2 separate regions of the Hordeum vulgare genome follow, and region 1 is linked to region 2. Evidence: chromatin contacts called from public Hi-C data. All regions are on one chromosome and are shown on one strand. The core of a region is the stretch at or near the end of the contact, and the rest is flanking DNA. Distances in the headings are between cores, read along the strand shown.

Region 1 (4,553 bases), core at 30-2,529, 470 kb after region 2:
ACAGATGTAGTACAGGCCAAGTACTGCTGGTAAACATTTTATAAACTCTAGAGTATGTCATTAAAGTTTAAACCAAGTTCATGCATTAACAACAGCGATAGGCTGAACAAAACGAAAACACGGGTTGTTTCAATGACTTCAAAATTTTAGTTTGCGGCATATACTCAGGCATGGTTTGTGGAAATCCTAGTATAATCAGATATGTATTAGAAAATTCAGAAGATTTTAAGCAAACTGTGAGAGCATGTTTAGCTGTGCATCTAGCAGTAGTTGTGAAGCTGGTAGGGCACCAAACTGTATCGCCTCTTCACAACATATAACATCCAAGGTTTTCAGTACTATTTTGGCCTCAAAATCCTCCCGGTATTGAATCAGTCACTATGTGACAAACAAGTCAATGCCCAACAGGACAGCACTGCGTGTTTCTTCTACCACGTGTCAAAGACGAATATTCTATGTGTTTTTGCCAACCCACAGAAAAAGGAAGACATAACTTATAATGATATAATATGTTCAAATATATCACAAAGCTGGAACACTTGGGAAAACAAGTGCAAGTTGATGGACAGCAACTGAGGCGAGATATATGATCTCAAAGAGATGGCCACTAGAAGTTAAGATTAGAAACCGTATTGCAACTTTACAAGAATAGAGTATTTATATATTTATATTATTACTGTGATCAGTCAATGCTTTTGGGCAGCCTAATAATACTTAAAATAGTAGGGATGATCTGAACTGAGTCGCACACAGTTGATGTTTAATCATCCCCTTGAGGGAAGTCCAAGACTATAGGATCAGCAACACGGCATGGTACTAGGGGCGTTTCATGGGCGCTCCCGAACCAAATCCTCCGCAATGCGCAAATCGAACAGAAATACACACCAAAATTCAGCCGCGCCCTGCCCCCCCTCCGGCCTTCCACAGTGGCCCAAAACGGCGAAGGCCAAAATCCCGAGCACCATTGGCGTCGAGATCGCACGAATCGCCCGCATTAGCCATAAGGATCCAAAGCAGCTGAAGCCCCCGCCCCTCGACTGTTCCCTAAAAACTTTCGGGTGATCCAACGGCAGAAATCTACACCCTAAAAGAGCGGTGAATTCCGAGGAAATCTCATGAGGCGTGCATGTACCTTGAGTGCGGCCTCGTCCGCGGACATGGCTGCGCGATCCGACTGCTTCCCGGCGTTCCCCTCTTCGCCGATAGGGCCGTTCAGGTGGGGAGATGAGCTGTGGAGTTTCCGCCTGCCCTCCGTGTTCGGTTATTAATGGCTTGTGCGAGGCCCGAGCGCGGTGAGCTGTGACGGCTGGAAAGGGCGAAGGCCTGACGGGTGGGGCCGGAGCTTCAGTGGGACCATGGAGTCTGTGCGTGGCACGATTCTGGTGGGCCCTTCGACCGCGGCACCGACGGCAGTGACTACCTACTACAACGAGAACTGGTAGGTACACACCGTGCACGGGCCTCCTACTTCCGCCTCCTGTTACACGAACACTCCAAGCCCACGAGCGGACTGAGACCCAGTGACAGCAACTTTAACCATTTAATCTACATTCAAAACATAAATCTAATCTTCATCCAAAACATATCTAATAGTCTATATAAAACAGCTATTTTTTTAAATATTACTTTTTTATTCTTTTTGAAAAATATTATGCTATTTTGAAAATTTTCAAAAATATAGTGGCCTCGGTCCAGGTGTGGCCGATTGAATCATGTTGGCCCAGGTGAGGTCGATTGGATCATGTCTGCGCTGGTGTGGTCGAATAGTGACTACTCGGCCACGTGAAGGCCGACTATTGGCCCGGCCACGTCGCCCCTTATCCTCTCGGCCTGGAGGCTGACCAATCGTCCTCGGCCTGGCCGATAGACCTCTCGGCTGTGGCGTGGTCGATATGTGGCCAACCGGCCAGCCAATGGCCCGCTCGCACCCTCTCCTTCCTACTCCTCCCATTCTTCCTCCTCCTTATCTGCTTCTTTCTCTCCTTCTCCTCTTTCCTTCTCTCTTCACCCAAAAAATCTCTCATCTCTACACTTAATCGTAGTCGTTTTTCCCATATTTCTCATCATAGTTCTATTGTATAGGGTTAGGACAGCCAAACCATCCGTCTCACTCGCGATGGGGTAGTTCGTGGTGGTTGTTTTCAACCTTTTTTGGTGATGGTGGTTGAGGTTGAGGTGGAGGTGGTTCTTGTGGTGCAGTTGGAGGTGGTGGTGGTGGTTGCTGCGTTCGTCATTTTTCTCGGTGTTCGTCGAACGTCGTTCGTCATTTCTGCGCACGCTTCAAGGGTAAAATATTTTTAGGTTTGTTAGTTAAGTAGTTTAAATAATTTGTTAGGTCAGCAGAGAGGAGGAGGAGACTACAACAAAAATAGAAATATAAATATATTCAAATCTATCAATTATTTAACACCGAGAACACAAAAATAGGAATATAAATATCAAGCTAACAATAATATCTACAACGTGTTTATTCTTGATGACTGAAGCATACCGGAGGACTGATGTACGGTGAAGGAGCAACGGATGGATCTTCCTCATAATTAGCGCACATGAAAAACTTCATGCCAAACCAACCTGAAAAACCAAACCAAACAAAAATGGGTAGACATTTTTCTCAGTGTTATATTTTCCCTGTTTCGTTGTGGTCTTATTTTTGCCCGTTATTATCGCCGATAGATTGCATTGTTGACAAAGGAGTTGGACCAGAAGACTTTGAAGACCGTGGAGACTTTTTTGAGCCAGGCAAGCAGCCCCTTGACCATGACTTGAATCCATTTTTATGCATGTCATATGACACTTTACTTCATTGCATTTGAATCATGATGAATCGGTGACCACCTTGGTGGGTTGTCTCTGATAACTCCTCGTTGATACTTGCACTGAGCATGACCCTACATTCCTATGAGGGTTGTGCACATGGGAAGTAGTTAGGATGCTATGTAGTTTCTACGCAAATGGGGTGGGAATATGCATTGTGACAAAAAAGATATTATTTCAAAGACTTTCATAAAACCCATCGACTGTCACTAATGCCTGAGAAAGATGGTGTTCAGTTAGGTAACCACTTGAGAAAGAAGTGGTGTACCGAGGCAAGATGTGTGGTTGTTCTCAAAAACGGATTAGATTTAAGATGTGCTCACTGTCCCACCCTATGCGCAACCAGGATACCCCTTATGGGACGGGGCTTTGTTGATTACTTTGGTCGTTACTAGCAGAGAACCCGCATTACTAGTGGCGGGAGTGACGTGGTCACTCTCGATACGGGGTCGTGCCGGAAAGACGACCATGGGCGGTTTTTACAGACAACGGGCACACCGTTGGTCCCTTCATGGATGATGCTTGTGATGTACATCATGCGGGCTGTGTGCCAATGAGTGGACTGTATGTTAGTGTCGTCTGGAGACAGGCATTATTTTGGGTACTTACCTCGGGTATGCACAATATCGTGAGTGGTGTCTTGACACGGAAGTTTTCGGAGTCTTGTGGGTAAAGTGTGCAACCTCTACATAGTGTAAATTTATTCAACTAGCTATGTCCACGGTCATGAACAGTTTGTGGTCCTTCTTAGACTATGTCCAGATGTTTTCACAAACTTGGCGTGTGTGTGTGAGAGAGAAAGATGATAGTGTGAAAAAGATGATGCTTGACCTGAGTCACATGACTTCACATGATAAATGAACATGAGATGTTCAACCCCTGCTTATGATGATACCCGTAGCTTGTTTGTATGGATATCCGCAACATGTTGATGCATGCTTTGCAAGTTGATTTAACATGTCATGGCACTCAAAATTAGATTTTTGCAACTTACCTACTTAGTGCTATATCATGCATTGTTATTACCTTGTTACAAACATGGATTGCTTACGAGTACATTTAAAGTATTCATTGGCTTGCCACTAGTTATTTAATTGGCCATGCATGGAAAAATGGGAGTATGGTGAAGAGTTTGTTGGCGACGAACATGCAAATTAGGACGCTTCCGAGTCAGAATGTATATAAGGTTAAGGCAGATGTCATGGGTTCACGCTTTTGTTCAAGATTTTCGCTACTAGTTATGTTTTATGCGTTGGCCTTCAAGGCCCTATCTATGTAAGGCTTGACCTTAATGGTCTTTATTTGTATCATACTGTATGTATGAAACATTGATCCCTCGGATCATTCTACACGTGCATTCGGTTATCGGGACTTATGAGTCAGGGTCTCCACAGGGGTCGGCGTGGAAGTCAGAGTTTCTGCTCCGGATTTCCAAGGTGTCGTCCCAGGCTGCTTGGGTGGCGGGGTCGTTGACTAGTTCAGCACGTGGCCTCGGGGGTCGGTGTGTGCGTTTGATGTGGTTTGTAAGTCGGAGCGACAACTTCTGATCCTGCTGTAGGGTGTCGACTCTGGTTGCTTGGATAGTAGGGTCATCGGTTTGTTTGGTATGCGGCCACAAGGCTCATGTGTAGGTGTTCTTAAGGTTAGCAAGCCGTAGAGGCGGTTCTTGGTCGCGTGGTGGGGTGTCGACTATGATTGTTTGGATGATTGAGTTATCGACTCATTTGAGATGCAAC
Region 2 (4,567 bases), core at 1,222-3,721:
TTTGAGGGGTGACCGGCTACTGCCCAAACGTTCGGGCGCGTACGCGGATGTACAGGGGCCAGATTTGCCTAGTCCGGTTGTATATGTTCTAAGATGTACTCCCTCCGTCCCATAATATAAGAGTGTTTTCTGGAGAGCGGACGTTTGGAGCTCGGCCTCCATGGAGGCCGAAATTTTTGAATAATTCAAAATTCAAACTTTTCGGTTTCAAAAAAATCTGAAAAAAAATATGGAAGTAAAGAAGGATGTTATGCGTATGTGTGCAAAAATTTAGGATGAAATACCTTGAAATACGATCTGCACAAAAAAGACAAATTCATGACCTGAAATGATGAATAGTGTCATGTGTAAAAAAGCCTCAGATTTGTCTTTTTTGCACAGCCCTCATTTCAATGTATTTTTTCCTGAAAATTTACACACATGTGTGTTACGCCTTCGCTTATCCCTGTGTTTTTTTTTCAGAATTTTTTGAAATGTAAAAATATAAATTTTCATGAAATTTGAATTTCAAATTTAAAGGCCTCCATGGAGCTCGGCCACCAAAAGCAATTTCTGTGTTTTCTGACACTAGTGTAGTGTCAAAAACGCTCTTATATTATGAGACAGAGGGACTATCTGTCGTCGTGTCATAAATTTGGTACACACATTGAGAAAAAAAATCGTGTACTGTAGCGTAGGCAAGCAAAAGAGAAATTGTAAAGCCACCATGCATACCGTGTATTGAATCTTCTTTTGTACTCCCTCCGTCCCAAAATTCTTGTCTTAGATTTGTCTAGATATGAATGTATCTAGTTACATTTTAGTATTTAGATACATCCATTTCTAGACAAACCTAAGACAAGAATTTTGGGACGGAAGGAGTACGTAGTATTGTAAATTGTAGTACGATCTATTGTGACATTTTGGTGACTACGGCACCACAAAGCTTGGTAGCACTGGAGCTTCGTGGCTAAGGTGACCGAATAATCACAGAAAGGCTTCTTGATGTTGCCAGCAAAAGAATGTACTCCCTCCGTTCCTAAATATAAGTCTTTAAAAAGGTTTCATTAATAGACTATATGCGGATGTATATAGACATACTTTAAAGTGTAGATTCATTCATTTTACTTTGTATGTAGACTTCTAGTGAAATATTTTAAAAGACTTATATTTAGGAACGGAGGGAGTACTTTAGACCGTAAAAAGGCTTCTTTATTCTGTATTCCTTTCTTCATCTAGCAAAGCCACATTTGCCTTTGTTGTATTAGGGGAAATGGAAAAAAAAGTACTTAGTAGACTGTCCAATTAGATTATGGAATACATCCGATTTAGGGAACAATCGGCATCTTGTCACAGCAGAGAAATATTCCCGCCCCATTTCTCACCGAAGCGGTCGTCCAAACAACGCCCCCAACAACCATGAAGCGACGTCAACAACAAGCCAGAGTCGGGCACGCATCACCATCAAGCCAAAGCCCGACTCATGCGACAATCTACTACACACATCAGGGTTGGGCCTTTTGAACTCTAGACCACAAAAAGCTTACACTAGAGTCAGTCAAACCAGAGCAAACCAAACCACATCTGACAATCTGAAGCGCAAACCACAGAAACGAGATACGAAGCGAAAAAATTACGAAGTGGGTTTCATTTTCACACGGACCTTGGTGAAGATGCCGACGCCGCACTCCATGGCGACCTTCGCGAGGAAGAGGTCGTCGGCGAGGAGGCGCTCCCTGAAGCCGCCGAACTGGAGCAGCCAGCGGAACATGGGCGACTTCTCGAGATCGGCGAACCGGCGCACGATCTCGCCGGGGAGGCGCCCGCCCTCCACGGCCGCGGCCATGTCCGCCGGGAGGCTCTCGAGCTTCCGTCCCAGCTGCGCGAGCACGAACAACGCCTCCCTCCTGTTTACCGACGCGTCGTCGCCGCCCTCGCCCTCGTCCTCGTCTCCTCCGCCGCCGCCGGAGGGGAGGTCGTCATCGCCTCCGCCGCCGCCGGAGCCGATGTTGCTGCCGCCGCCCGAGGAGGCGAGCGGGAGGGGAGGGAGAAGGGGCCGGGTGAGGCGGAGGGCGGGGAGGTGGAGCGGGAGGGAGCGGTGGAAGGGGAGGGCGGCGAGGCGGAGGAAGGGCTGCGGCTGGAGGCGGAGGTGGAAGGGGGAGGCGGGGCTGGAAGCGGAAGCGGAAGCGGAGAGGGAGTTGGGGGTGGAGAAGGCCATGGCGGTGGATGCGGGAGGCGGTCGGAGGCCGGGGGCGGGCGTGGACCTCCCGGAGGAGAGGAGAGGAGGGGAGTGTGGTTGGTGAAGAAGTGGAACCCCGCGAGACCGCAGCCGCGACAGTCGTGTCGACACGAGTGGGCAACGGCGCTTTATACAACTGTACTACCACCTACGACGAGTCTACGAGGAGCCGCCGGAGGCATGCTCAGAGTCATATACCTGACGAAAAGCGGAAAAGATGATACATTTTCTAAACATTACTGACACACGGTAGAATTTCAAGTTTGCATGCATCTCTCCTACTGTACTTAATACTAGTGGATACGCAAAGTTTCATTTACCTTTTCTATCATCCACTTACCAAATAAAATCATTATTTGGTAAATTAAAACTCCCTCCGTTCCATCTAAGGTGTATAGTTTTTGGTGCTGAAACCAAGGCACATAATTTTAAATAATTTATGATAAAATTATCATGAGCTAATTCATTGATTAGCGACAAGTAAATCGTTTAGTCTGGGAAAGAAAATGATACACACAATCAGGTGAGAAATGTTTTTTTCTCTACAAGGAATGATACATGCAGTCAGGAAAGAGATTTTTTTTTTCTAGAGTGTTGGAAAGGGAATTACGTGGAATTATAAGAAAAAATCTTATATTGTGAAATTTTATTAAAAAATAAATACGTCTACACCTTATACCCCATAATTGTGGAGTACTCCCTTCATTCCTTTATGTAAGGTGTATTATTTTATCACAGTAACCAAGACATATAATTATATACATGTTAGGAAGAAATTAACCTTGTCTAAATCATTGATTCGCGACAACTAAATCATTTAGGCTAGAAAAGTAAAAGATACACGGAATCAGTAGGGAGATACTTTTCTTTTTCTCTTTACAAGAACAGATGCATGCAATTAGGGGAGAGATAATTTATTTTTTTAAAGGGCTAACAATGAAATTATGAGGAATTAGAAGAAATGTATCTTACATTCTGGAATTTTATTAAAAATACATCTTATTTAGAAAAAACGAAGGGAATTTAAAGGAACAGAGGAAGTACGTTGGTTCAATTGACAGCTAAAGTATATTTTTGGTGCGTATTTACATCAACGATAAAATGACTGATAAATCACAGTGATTATGTACTAAATATTTGTGTCTCCTTTGAAAGGCACGGTCCCACGAAGAATTATCTAGTGAAAGATAAATGTATACTCGTAATAGTGACATCCTCAAGAGAATGCGGGAGGGCCACATAGCACTTGCGTTATAAATTTTGCGTGCCACCATATCTTCTGGGCAGGATCTTCTTCAAGCGAAAAGGAACTTTCATCCAAAAGATCTTAATAAAATCCCACCAAATCTTCTTTGGGCATCTACACACTATTTCGAAATTAAAATGAAAACAGTTCACTCATACCTCCAAGTATATGATTATGTTATGTTATGGATTGATCTATCCCTATGAATTCAGAAACCCATGGCCTTCCAAGTATACCTTTTTTTCCTATTTATGCAATTTTGTGGCATTGATCAAGGTCAAGGAGATAAGATATTTTCTATTCTCATGACGCCAAGAGCGCATTGACAGGCGTGATGAGCAATCTTCAAATCATTAAAAAAGCACACATTTAATTTACAGGTAGTATGATTAAGTAGATGTTGTTAACCATCGAGTATGAAGGACTGCTTTTTGCAGAAAAAAAAGAAGATATATATAAATGTGTGGAAATGGATTTGTGTATTGGCCGGACAGTTTCGGCAGTTGGAAATTGCATAACAAACGGTCTATGTAATCCAACACGCTACGAGTAGAACGTAGGAGTATATACTTCTTCAGGAACGGTGCACGGGGTCCTCGGGCGCACGTACAGACGTACTATGACCTTTCAAATGATAGAGGGGGAGGGTCGGTAGGCCACACAAAGGACGTGTGATGTGCGCCTCATTTCCTGCCCGGGTACTCAAGGTGCCTTAAGCGAAGATTGAGTGGCACTCTTCTGGTCATGTGATTGAAGTAATCCATTTTTTCTAATACTAGAAAATGTCATATTCTGTTTTCTCATAAACTAGTGTTTGAGTGTAGGTTTTGCCTCCAAATTTTGAATATCTCGTAAGTGATATTACTCCCTTCATTCCTAAATATAAGTCTTTTTAAAATTCTACTAAAGACTATATTCGAAACAAAATGAATAAATCTATACTTAAAAGTATGTTTATAAACATCCATATGTAATCCGTTGGTGAAACTTTTAAAGAAGATTATATATTAGAAATGAATGGATTAAAAGAGGAAAAAATATATAATTTTACACATAACAGTCGCCACACATGGGTAAAGAACAAGTATAGTCGTTTCCCGACA

The links. A called contact is a pair of places that touch in the nucleus more often than the background predicts.
Region 1: a contact with region 2 is called in a Hi-C map of leaf, with 2.9 times the contacts expected there. The contact joins the promoter of LOC123439805 here to the promoter of LOC123439769 in region 2. A contact is called at or near these places in 2 of 6 Hi-C or Micro-C datasets (leaf and seedling).

Annotation. Positions count from the first base shown.
Region 1 is chr1H:391,025,065-391,029,617 of MorexV3_pseudomolecules_assembly, forward strand. It overlaps LOC123439805 (putative NAD kinase 3), which reads right to left and starts at 1,280. Exons shown (of 11, transcript XM_045116474.1): 1 at 1,133-1,280. The coding sequence starts at 1,159.
Region 2 is chr1H:390,557,472-390,562,038 of MorexV3_pseudomolecules_assembly, forward strand. LOC123439769 (protein RETICULATA-RELATED 4, chloroplastic-like) reads right to left here and starts at 2,472. Exons shown (of 8, transcript XM_045116451.1): 1 at 1,643-2,472. The coding sequence starts at 2,197.